2 separate regions of the Mus musculus genome follow, and region 2 is linked to region 1. The links are chromatin contacts, called in public Hi-C maps. All regions are on one chromosome and are shown on one strand. Each heading gives the region's core, a stretch centred on a gene start, on an enhancer-like site or on the middle of the called end of the contact. The rest is flanking DNA. Distances are from core to core; before and after follow the strand shown. Region 1 has its middle 51 kb from the start of Gm32500. Region 2 has its middle 140 kb from the start of Gria1.

Region 1 (5,248 bases), core at 713-3,212:
AGATATTCTATCTAAAATGCACCATGCTATGGGAGAGGGAGATATCTGCTAGGAAGGGGATATAGGAAGGGGATGTAGAGTGTTGTAAAGGAAGAGAGGGAAGAAGGGAATAGTTAAGATTAAAGGTGGTGAAGGATGGGAGGGAATGTAAAGATGGAAAATGGTGAGGAATAAATAACAGAGGCACCTTTTTCCTGATTTTTTTTATTAAGTTTCTTATTTATTTTGCATCCCAATCACAGCTTCCCCTCCCTCCTCCTCCCAGTCCCTCCCTCTCCCCTTGTCTTGACTTCACCCACTCCTCTTCTCCTCCTCAAAAAAGGGAGTGGGGCTTCCATGGATATAGACCAACCTTGGCATATCAAGTTGCAATAAGACTAGGCACATCTTTTTCTACTGAGGCTAGGCAAAGCAGTGATGGAAACTGTTGCAGAGACCAACAGCCAAACATTAAGAAGAGCTAGAAAAACCTACCAAGGACACTACAAGAAAACCTACAGAATTAACTAATCTGAGCCCATAGGGGCTCATAGAGTCTGAACTGCCAATCAGAGAACATGCATAGGACAGAGCTAGATGCTTTGCATATATGTAACAAAGGCACTTGGAAAAGACCATATTGAAACCCACAACTGTAGAAGCTTTCTAAAATATTCACATCCACATGGATAAGAAGAGTTTAAATGGAATTACTCTAAAATGGAGTGACAATACTCCAAATAGACACCGTATTCTATCAATAAAATCACTAGTACAGGAAAGGGCTACATCCTTTTGAATTGTTGGTCAGTGGGGTCCCATAGATCCTCTAAACAGTACAGACTATTGCCAATGCTCTCAATTAACTCCAGAAATTGTGGGCAAGATGCTATTGCTGAAGACACCACATACATGACTTCTATGATATGGAGAACTCTAGATAGCAGTCAACTGGAAGAGTCAACCCTGCTGGCCAGTGTTCATGGTTTTAGAATGTTGTGCCCACTACTGAAGAAGAAAAATAAACTTTCATCTCACCTAACTATGAACACTGCTAGTGGCAATAACAATTTGCCTGGCATGATGCAATAAAAGTTTAAATGGTACAGGGGTAAAAAAAATACAAAAAAACCCCAAAACACTCTCTGATTTAATTTAAGGACTGTTCCATGAGATAAAACCCAGCCATGACATTGTCAGCAAGTCCAAAACCTACTATTAGGTAAGTCATGGGATCTAGGAGAAAACATTCTGCTAAATGGACAAAAGATTAAAATTACTCCTAGTAACTTATCACTGTATTATACATTAGTACATAACTCAACCCTTTCAGAGGAGCTTCTTGTTGAAATAGATGGAAGTAAACAGAAACCTACAACTGGTCAATGTGCAGAGAACAGGAGGCTTTGAAATGCTTCACCTTGTTTTTGAGACACAAGCTTTCACTTTTACAGAAATAGCACAATACTAGGCTCTCTGGTGGGAGACCCCTGGGGATTCCTACCCCTCCCCAGCTACCCAGCACAGGGATTCCAAGCCTGTACCTCACCAGGCTTATTCGTGTGTACTCTGGATACCGAAATCAGGTTCTTGTGTTTGCATGGTAACCACTTTAAGCTGATGAAACATTACTTCCATGTGTCCAGCCCAATAACCTAGTTTTCTGCACAGCATGAATCATCCTTTGAAATTATTTTGCTTGCTTATCTTTCGTAAATCCATCATCTCTGTCCCTTTCAGAGAAGAAGCGTCATTCTTTCTATTTCTCCACAATTATGTTCACATTGCCAGTAATTTTCCAATGCTAGGGGAAAAAAATAACAAGATGAAGAGATGGATTAGAAAAGAGACAGAGAGTTACAGACAGGCAGTTTGCAAGGGAGTTAATCTAGCTTAACTGGTTGAGTTAGAGAACACCCAGGGCCTGTTTGAGCTCCGCTGTTCTGACAGCATGCATGAGAGAGTTACATAAAGGAGCAAGCAGGTGAGATCAGTTTCTACCTTTGCAGAGCTTAAGATCCAAGGAGAAGATCACTATATGCCAATCTATCATTCCACTAATAGAAGAACTGCAAATAGGTTTATTCAAAGAATGGGGCTGTAATCTTCTAGGTGAATCTCTAGCAAGACTTGACTTTCTTGGGGAGAAAGGGAAGGCTTTACAGAGAAAGTGGCATTCCTTAGAGGACCTGAAGGCTGGTATGATGAGGATGAATACAGAGTAGAAGTGGTAGTATTGTAGAAGGAGGAACAGCATCAGAGAAATGAGGTGAACTATCTCTAGCTATGACACCCATGAAGTGTGTTGGCCCCGTGAAGCCTCAGCATCTTGCCAGGACCCCTGGCCACATGAGGGAGCTGACATCAAGATTATCATACTCGATGCTGGATTCATTACCCCTCACAGAGTAAACACTGAATGACTCATGAAATTTTATCTGCCCACAGAAGACTTTTAATGTGCGTGTTTTACGACACTAATATTAGTGAGTCAGCCAGTGGACAGCCTTTAACATCAGTCTCGTCCCTCCGTTCTTTTAATGCAGTGTGGGGAGTCAGCAGGTTTGGCTTTGTTTCTTTGCTACTCTCAGAATTTTTCATTTGTCTGTGAAAGCATTTCCTGTTTGCTTTGTTCCTTTTCCATCAATTCACTGGGGCATACTTTAACTCTTGCTCCAGTGAAGTGGTCATAGTGAAGTCAGCAGACATGAATATGGGATACTAGCTTTCAGAAAACAGAAGGCTGATGCTGCTGAACAGTCTTCTCTTTACCAGCCTACAACAAGCATCCCTCTGCAGCTCTACAAATGAACAATGCTGGTCCAACCAGTATGTGTTGGATCGGTTATTCTCCATGCCTAGTTGGCTTCTCTTTCCACAGACCTGTCTTTAAAATCTACTTAAATTTCATCTGCTTTGGGAAATCATACACCTCTTAGGATTATTTTGATCACAAATGACAGGAACTCTGCATTCTAAGTAGCTTATATTTAAAGAGGAATTTCATGGTCTTGTGTGGCTGATTAGTCCTAGAGGATCTTGGTTTTGAGGGTAACTGTGTTAAGGACACACCAATGTCACCAAACCCAGGTCTGGGTGGGGTAATTTGTTTATTTCTTCTTTATTTGGTTTCCGCTTCTGTACAAATTCCATTCCCTATAAACTTCTGAGCTCACATCATCTGGGGACAGATGTACAACCGCTCATAAATTCTTGGAGAGGGTTAGGTACATTCTCTTGGCATGCTTTACATATCATGGCTAGCATTGGACTTCATTCCGTCCTCAGAGAATGCAAGGCTCTGATTCAGGAGACCAAGGTTACACGAAAACCCTGCTGTAGAATGTTTATGGATATTTCTTCACATCAGATATTCTGTCCCTATTTCCCTTTGTTGCTGTTGATTTATTTTTGTTTTAGAGACATAATTTTACACTATAGCTTGGGGTGGCCACAAACTCCAAACTCAAACTCACAGCAATCCTTCTGCTTCTATCACTTGAGTGTTTGGATGATGTTGGACTCTGGCTCTGCATTATAGCCCTAGATATACTTAGAACACAGTACCTTCTATCTGGCTAGAACTTCATTCTTACAGATGAGACAGAGTTGGGAATAAGAGTGTGATGTTAGGGATGACAGGCTGTGACAAGTCTCCATGTAAAGATGTCAGTCAGTAAGCATGAATTTTGTAGCACACTCCTCCTCTCCATGTAGAACACAGGGCACAGGAAATTATAGTTTAATTAAGTGAGCTCTAACCTATATCCAAGAAACTGAGTAGCAGTTTGTCAAGCAAAAATATAAAGAAAATAACATTACTAATTCATTTCTATATGCAGGAAGGTTTGTGAACATTTTACTTTCCACACAGGGATTAATTCATGTCTTTTCACTATTGAAAGGCACAGACTGCTATAAGAGTGTTCAGTAGAGTCTCTGAGGCAATGGTTCTCAACCTTCCTAAAGCCGCGGCCCTTTAATGTAGTTCCCCATGTTTTGGTGACCCCCCAACCATAAAATTCTTTTTGATGTTATTTCATAACTGTAATTTTGCTACAGTTATGAACTGTAATGTAAGTGTGTGTATTTTCCAATGGTTTAGGCAATCCTGTGAAAGGGTCATTTGACCCCCAAAAGGGGTCATGACATATAGTTTGTGAATCACTTCTCTAGAACATCAAGAGATGTTTATGAGAACTTAAGCTTGAATCATGACTTTAAAGCTATATCCGGATTAATGGAGTAGATAGGCTGAGAATATTCCAGAAAGAGAACATGGGGTGGGCTAAGAAATAAGAAAGCATGGCCTATTTGAGGACATTGCAGAAGAACACCAGAGTGGAGTGTGAAGAAACAGCCTGACCCACGGACAAGTACTTGTGATGGTGTGTCCAGATAGGGTTCATTGAGTGTGTTGAGTCTGTATACATGTGAGTTGTACCATCCTAGGAGCTGGAGTCTGGACTGGATAAGGAGAGAAAAGGAGAAGCCCGGTGAGAATCTGTACTCATCTCTTCTGCCTGACCCATACCCTGGGCCTCAAGATCCTGCCTCCATGCCCCAGCTTCATGCCTGACTGAATCCTTACTCACTGCAAACTGACATAAACCTCTATTTCCATGATGGCCTTTCCTGAAGCATATCTGATCACTGAGAGCAGGTTGGGAACTAATAGACACAGCATGGAACAAAACCACAGAGACCTTAGTTAACCTTGGATTTAAGATAAGCTCCAGGGCTTGGTAAAGCTTCTGTATTAAGTTTGATTTTCATCTTTACTAACAGGAAATATTTTGGAGCATGAAAAAGGCACCATTAAGGTCTCACTACTTATCAGAAAAGATGCTTGTAAAGAGACCGGTTGAAGACCCATTGTGTAGATCTGCTGATATTGTTGTGTCATAAAAGTAGAGCAGAGAGAAGCATGTCTAAGGGATGTCCACGTGTTGAATCCCATAGGACTTGGATCACATCCAGTGTTGAGCTGGATACAGCTGAGTGGAGCAGAAAAGATACTGAGGTATCAGGATAAATCTCAGGGTAGTTGTGTTACCTTGGTATGAAGAAAAGATCAAAGGAAAGAAGCTAGAGAGATTAAGACCCTAGGTAGAGGAACAGAAGAACACAAACAGAACTAGAGAGTCAAGGGGACAACTGTCCGTGTGTGGGGGTGAGGATGAGAGGGGTGCAGAACAAACAGAATCATCACTGAGTGAGCAGGAACAGTGGGCAATGAGTGGAAAACACAGGGTGGGGACCATGTAGC
Region 2 (5,248 bases), core at 1,629-4,128, 500 kb after region 1:
CTTCTACTACTATCAAGTCTTATATCTCCCCTAATATGACAATCTAAAATACCTTTCACTTCTCTGCAAGTGACAGAATTAATATTGGCAGTGGAGCTCATGAGGTGGATAAATTAATTTGTTTTTGGAAAGACCTTACTTTACAGTCCAGGCTCGATTGCACCTCACCATGTAGTTGAGTCTAGCCCAAAATTCACATTTACCTCCACAGACTCAGTCTTGCTCCTCAGTCTGTGAGGATTGTGAGGAAAGCTCACAACCCTCACAGAAGTCTGCTGAATGCTGGAATAACTGTCACCATACCTGGATATGTTGGTTTTATGGGTTTTTTATTTTTAAATGATTATTTGATAATTATACATGTATACAATTTGTTCTAACAGGCATATAAAGGACAAGTTGCTAGTAAATCATGCAATGTGATTTGGTGTGCAAACATCCCATGGTTCTGCTGACAATAAAATATTTCTAATTTGGATCTGTTTTTTAAAACTCTATCACCGCCATGAATACAACAGACATCACATAAATCCTAGCCCCATCTCCAGGTATTTATCAGAACAGTGTTCACATGGCCCACAGCACACAGCAGAGACTGTGGGTTCATTGAGCATCAGCCTTTCACTAATCTTTCTCTTTGACCTGGTTTGCATTTTGAGCCTTTAGAGCCTGGCTCTTAGTCATGGAATTGCCTTGATTTCCCTGTATGGTGACAGTGGGGAGGGAGCAGAAAAAGGTGCTCACTGTGAGTTACAGCATGTTTTATAAGGGAACCAACTTACCTCACTCTTCCTCATGTCAAGCACATTGGCAAATGAAAAATACTTAATAAGTCAGTTTTATTAAAATGTAAAACAAGAATCTTAAACCACCAGTTATTAAACAGTGCTTTGTGGAGTGTAGTCTCTTCCCAGCACCAGTAGCAGAGATATATGAACACTATATAGAAATGGGGGACTTTTGGGATAGTATTGGAAACGTAAATGAAGAAAATACCTGATAAAATAATAATAATAATAATAATAATAATAATAATAATAATAATAATAATAAAAGAAATGCAAACTTTCCAGATGTCTGTGGTCCATGGTCACCAGAAACTATATGAAAGTCCAGAATCCATGTTCTTGCTGACCATAAGGGCAAAGAGGCTACTTTGCAGTGATACCAATGCCTGCAGACTCATAGTTGACAAACAGAGAGAGAAGGTTTCTGTGACAACCCCTATCCCTACCCCACCTCTCCCACTGAAAAATAAGTAACTGCCTAGACAGGAAGCCATCAAAGAGAACTCTTAAAAATTGTGATAAGGATGCTGAAATGTAGCTTTCCACAACTGATGGCTAACAGCAAGGGAGCAGGCAGAGAAGGACTCATTTTTCTTTAAGGGCTGAATGGCTGGGAGTTTGTCCATGCTTCACTGAGTATATGGGCAACACAAATTGTATGTGTGTGTGTGTGTGTGTGTGTGTGTGTGTGTGTGTGTGTGTGTGTTCTTTTGGTGAAGGGAGGTCACAAGAGTGGAGGAGCAGACCTGGGAGAACGAGGAGGTGAGTGTGATAAGGATACATTATGTGAAATCCCAAGTAATCAACAAAATTATTATGTTGAAAAAAAAGGAAGAAATGCAAGCTATCTGAAAGACTGTGAACCTTAGAAAGCAGAAATAAAAGTGGGTAGGACCCAGATATTCACATATTCATGAAATTTTGAGGGCACTGGAGTTTAGAAATAATCTTGACAGCTAATATAAGGTCTATACACATGTGGTCCCATAAATCTCTAAGACAGGCGCTAGCTATCATACCCCACTGAACAGGCATGGAGACTAAGACAAAGAGTGTTCTTCTATTCTCTCAGCCAAGGTCAGCACAGTAAATAGAAGAGCCAGAATCTGAGTTTTCACATCTGGCTCCAAATCCCATCTTCTGTGTCTTATAGTACCTTTCTTGTAGTAGAAGCCAAAATAATTGATGTCATTTATTTTATTTTGTAATTTATTCTTCTGTAAAAGAAGCCTGTGTTAGCAAGATTTTTTTATGACTGGTTAAATACCCAAGAAAATAAATCGAAGGAGGAAAAGTTCATTTGGGGCTCATGGTTTTGGAGATTTTGTTCATTGGCCAGTTGTTTTGGTCTTGTGATGTGGTAGGAAATGATGGCAGAAATGTGGCTTACCTTATTGTGGTCTGAAAGGAGGAGGAGCAGGAGGAGGAGGAGGGAGGAAGAAAGGAGGGAAGGAAGGAATGAGAAAAAGAAAGAAAGAAAGAAAGAAAGAAAGAAAGAAAGAAAGAAAGAAAGAAAGAAAGAAAGAAAGAAAGACAGAAAGACAGAAAGGAGAGAGAGGGAGGGAGAGGAGAGGAGAGGAGAGGAGAGGAGAGGAGAGGAGAGGAGAGGAGAGGAGAGGAGAGGAGAGGAGAGGAGAGGAGAGGAGAGGAGAGGAGAGGAGAGGAGAGGAGAGGAAAGGAAAGGAAAGGAAAGGAAAGGAAAGGAAAGGAAAGGAAAGGAAAGGAAAGGAAAGGAAAGGAAAGGAAAGGAAAGGAAAGGAAAGGAAAGAGGTGGATAAGGTCTTACTTATTCCTGTCAACAATATCAGTGCCCTAACTTCCCCCACTAGTCCTCACTTCTTAAAAGGTCCAGAACCTTTAAGCAATAGCACGGGGTGGCCAAAAAGGATAAGCTTTGAAGAAATATTTATGTTCCAAGTCACAGCAGAGTCAAAAGACTATGAGACTAAGGAAAAATATTAATAGAATTCCAACAAGGAATTACCCTGGAGCACAATTCTGCTGTCTCTGGTCCTGAGGAGAGGATCTGAAATGGTTAATCTCCCTCCCAGAAGCTTCCATCTTCTTCCTAATGAGTCACTAGAACATTAAAGTGACCGATACGTGGGTGTAATAGCACACACAGTGCAGAAAATATTCACACGCATGCACATCCTACTGGTAGTGGAATAGAAATAGAAACCAGACCCCTCCTCTTGGTGCCTGTCACTTAGCATAAATCTTAGAAATCCAGAATTCTGTGAAAATAGAGCATCCCCCAGTTAAATGCATGCTGCTTTTGAAGACTCTAGCCTCCTGTCTAAGAGCACACTGGCTGTGGACACTCAGTGTTCTGCATGGACATTAGTGTCAGCCACCAGAGTCTGTGGCTGGAGAAAGAATAATGCAGAAGAGAAGCAGAAAGAGGAAGGTAACTGGTTATTTATATCCCCTCTGTCGGAAATGGTGACAGGTATAATTACTGAGCAGAAATTACAGGGCTGACTCCAGTGGCGCTCCTCCTGCTGTTTTCAAGAAGATAAAAGATTGAAAGTGTTTCTGACATCTCTTCAAAGAGAGGCTGCTCCGGTACACACTTCCATTTATTTTCAAATTGATTAAAGGCAACTTCCTGTTGTTTTTAGTTAAACCAAGGGTCACTCCTGGTCCCCTGGACTCTGTGGCATCTCTTAGAAGAGGACTCCTCCTCAAGTCTCATCCAGATCCATCTGACTCTTCCTCCACATCCTGTGTGAAGCGTCCTTCAGTCGAAAGAAAAACAAGCTATTAAATGTGTTCACATGAGGCTGTTATTGATTTAATAGGCTGTAATCTCAGGGGTATTTACAAGAAAAACAGGAACAGAACATATGGTAGAAATCTATGGCATTGAAGCCACAAAGAGGCTTTTAAAACCTCATCAAACTCAGTCATTTATGAACAATCAGTTATCAGAATTACCTGGTCTCTTCAGATATACCCCTTCCCCCCTCACAAATGACCCACTAAGGTCCTATGAGTCAGTTTCTGTGGGTATCAGATATAGCAATTTTTCATTTTATGAGTTATGTGGGTCATTTTGCAGGTTAGATATGTTTAGGAATGCCCATAATTCACAGGAAATGAATGTAGCAAGACAGGGGCTGTGGTGGTTTGGATACAAAACCCTCAACAGGTTCATGAGTTGAACAGTTGCCCCACAGCCTGTAGCACTGTTTGGGAAGGCAGTGTCACATTTAGAAGGCAGCGCCTTGCTGTAGGAAGTGGATCCACTGGAGGTGGAGCTTGAGACCTTATAGCCTGACCTCACTTCCTGTTCACTGTCTGCTTTGTGACTACAGATACCTGATGATCAGCCACCAGATGCTCCTGCCCCAATGCCTTCCCAGTCATGATGGAACATATGGCCTCAGGTATAAGCCAAAATGAACTGTTCCTTCACTGAGATTGTTTTTATCAGATATTTGGTCAGTGTAATGAGAAATGTAACTAATATAATTCAGGCCAAAGGAAGATTGACACTCCAGACCGGAGTTAAAATAAGGAATGCCAACATTGGGGTGTCTCAGCAATATTTCAATACAGTAGCTTATATTCAAAGTTCACTGCAGCGAGGACAAAAGGTCAGTTTCAGATGAGATAGATCAGTACCATTGATCATTCTCTTTTCTCATGAGAACAAGTGTTGGTCAACCTAGTAGTGTTGACAATTACTTGGAAAAATAATTCTTCTAAATATCATTTACGTTGATTCCTCTGGATTTGGGAGTGCACCATGTTGCAGAATATTTGAACACACTTTGAAACCTGAGACTGTTATCTACTGGAAAAAAAAACTGTTTCTAGTTGTGGTGTGTCTCAGCCCTATCAACCCTTAGCACATATCATTAATCCCTCTGACTAGAATACAGGCACAACTTTAGCATATGCCTTTAGTCCCCAGCAATGAAGTAAAGTTAGTTTGTAGAAGGAAGCACCAATGTCTGAAAGTGATTTCTAATTGAGAGGCAGACAAAGTGATGAATCAGAGAAAGATTTGACAAAATAGGATATGCCAAACTCTCACAGAGAAAAGAGTCTACTTAAATTTGAGCAATGCAGAGAGGAGGTGGCCATTTTACCAGGAGAGTTTTACAGAGACAGGTTGAAAAGAGAACAAAGTAGACACAGGTAATGACAGAATGAGCCAGAGAATGAGTAGGAGCCAGAAGATCAAAACAGATTGTTAAAGTTAGTTTGAGGCCAAGCAGAACAATCGGTTAGAGGCCAAGAGAGAAGCCAGATTGTATCAGTCAGCTTGTAGAGGAGTTTGAATCAGAACAGCCAAGTTAAATCCACCAGCCAGAGCTGAGAAAGAGCTAGAAAGGATGATCTTATTTAGAGTAAGTCTCAGAGGCTGAAAATATTCTAGGCCTAGCTTAGATTGTAGGAAGGTTAGAAGCTTCCAGGATTTGGCCTAGGTTAGCAGATGGAGGCAGTAA

The links. Hi-C and Micro-C count contacts between places; a contact is called where the count stands out from the background.
Region 2: a contact with region 1 is called in a Hi-C map of uterus, with 2.9 times the contacts expected there. The contact joins two enhancer-like sites. A contact is called at or near these places in 5 of 484 Hi-C or Micro-C datasets (adipose-derived mesenchymal stem cells, embryonic fibroblasts, nephron progenitors and 1 more).

What each region holds. Positions count from the first base shown.
Region 1 is chr11:56,372,164-56,377,411 of GRCm38.p6, forward strand. No RefSeq gene overlaps it. Among named protein-coding and RNA genes, the nearest start is that of Gm32500, 51 kb to the right of the region's middle. Within about 2 kb of position 1,963, at least 30 of the 459 cell types and tissues checked have an H3K27ac peak or open chromatin away from gene starts, as enhancers often do. A contact at or near this core is called in uterus, where this site is marked.
Region 2 is chr11:56,868,618-56,873,865 of GRCm38.p6, forward strand. No RefSeq gene overlaps it. Among named protein-coding and RNA genes, the nearest start is that of Gria1, 140 kb to the right of the region's middle. Within about 2 kb of position 2,879, at least 7 of the 459 cell types and tissues checked have an H3K27ac peak or open chromatin away from gene starts, as enhancers often do. A contact at or near this core is called in uterus, where this site is marked.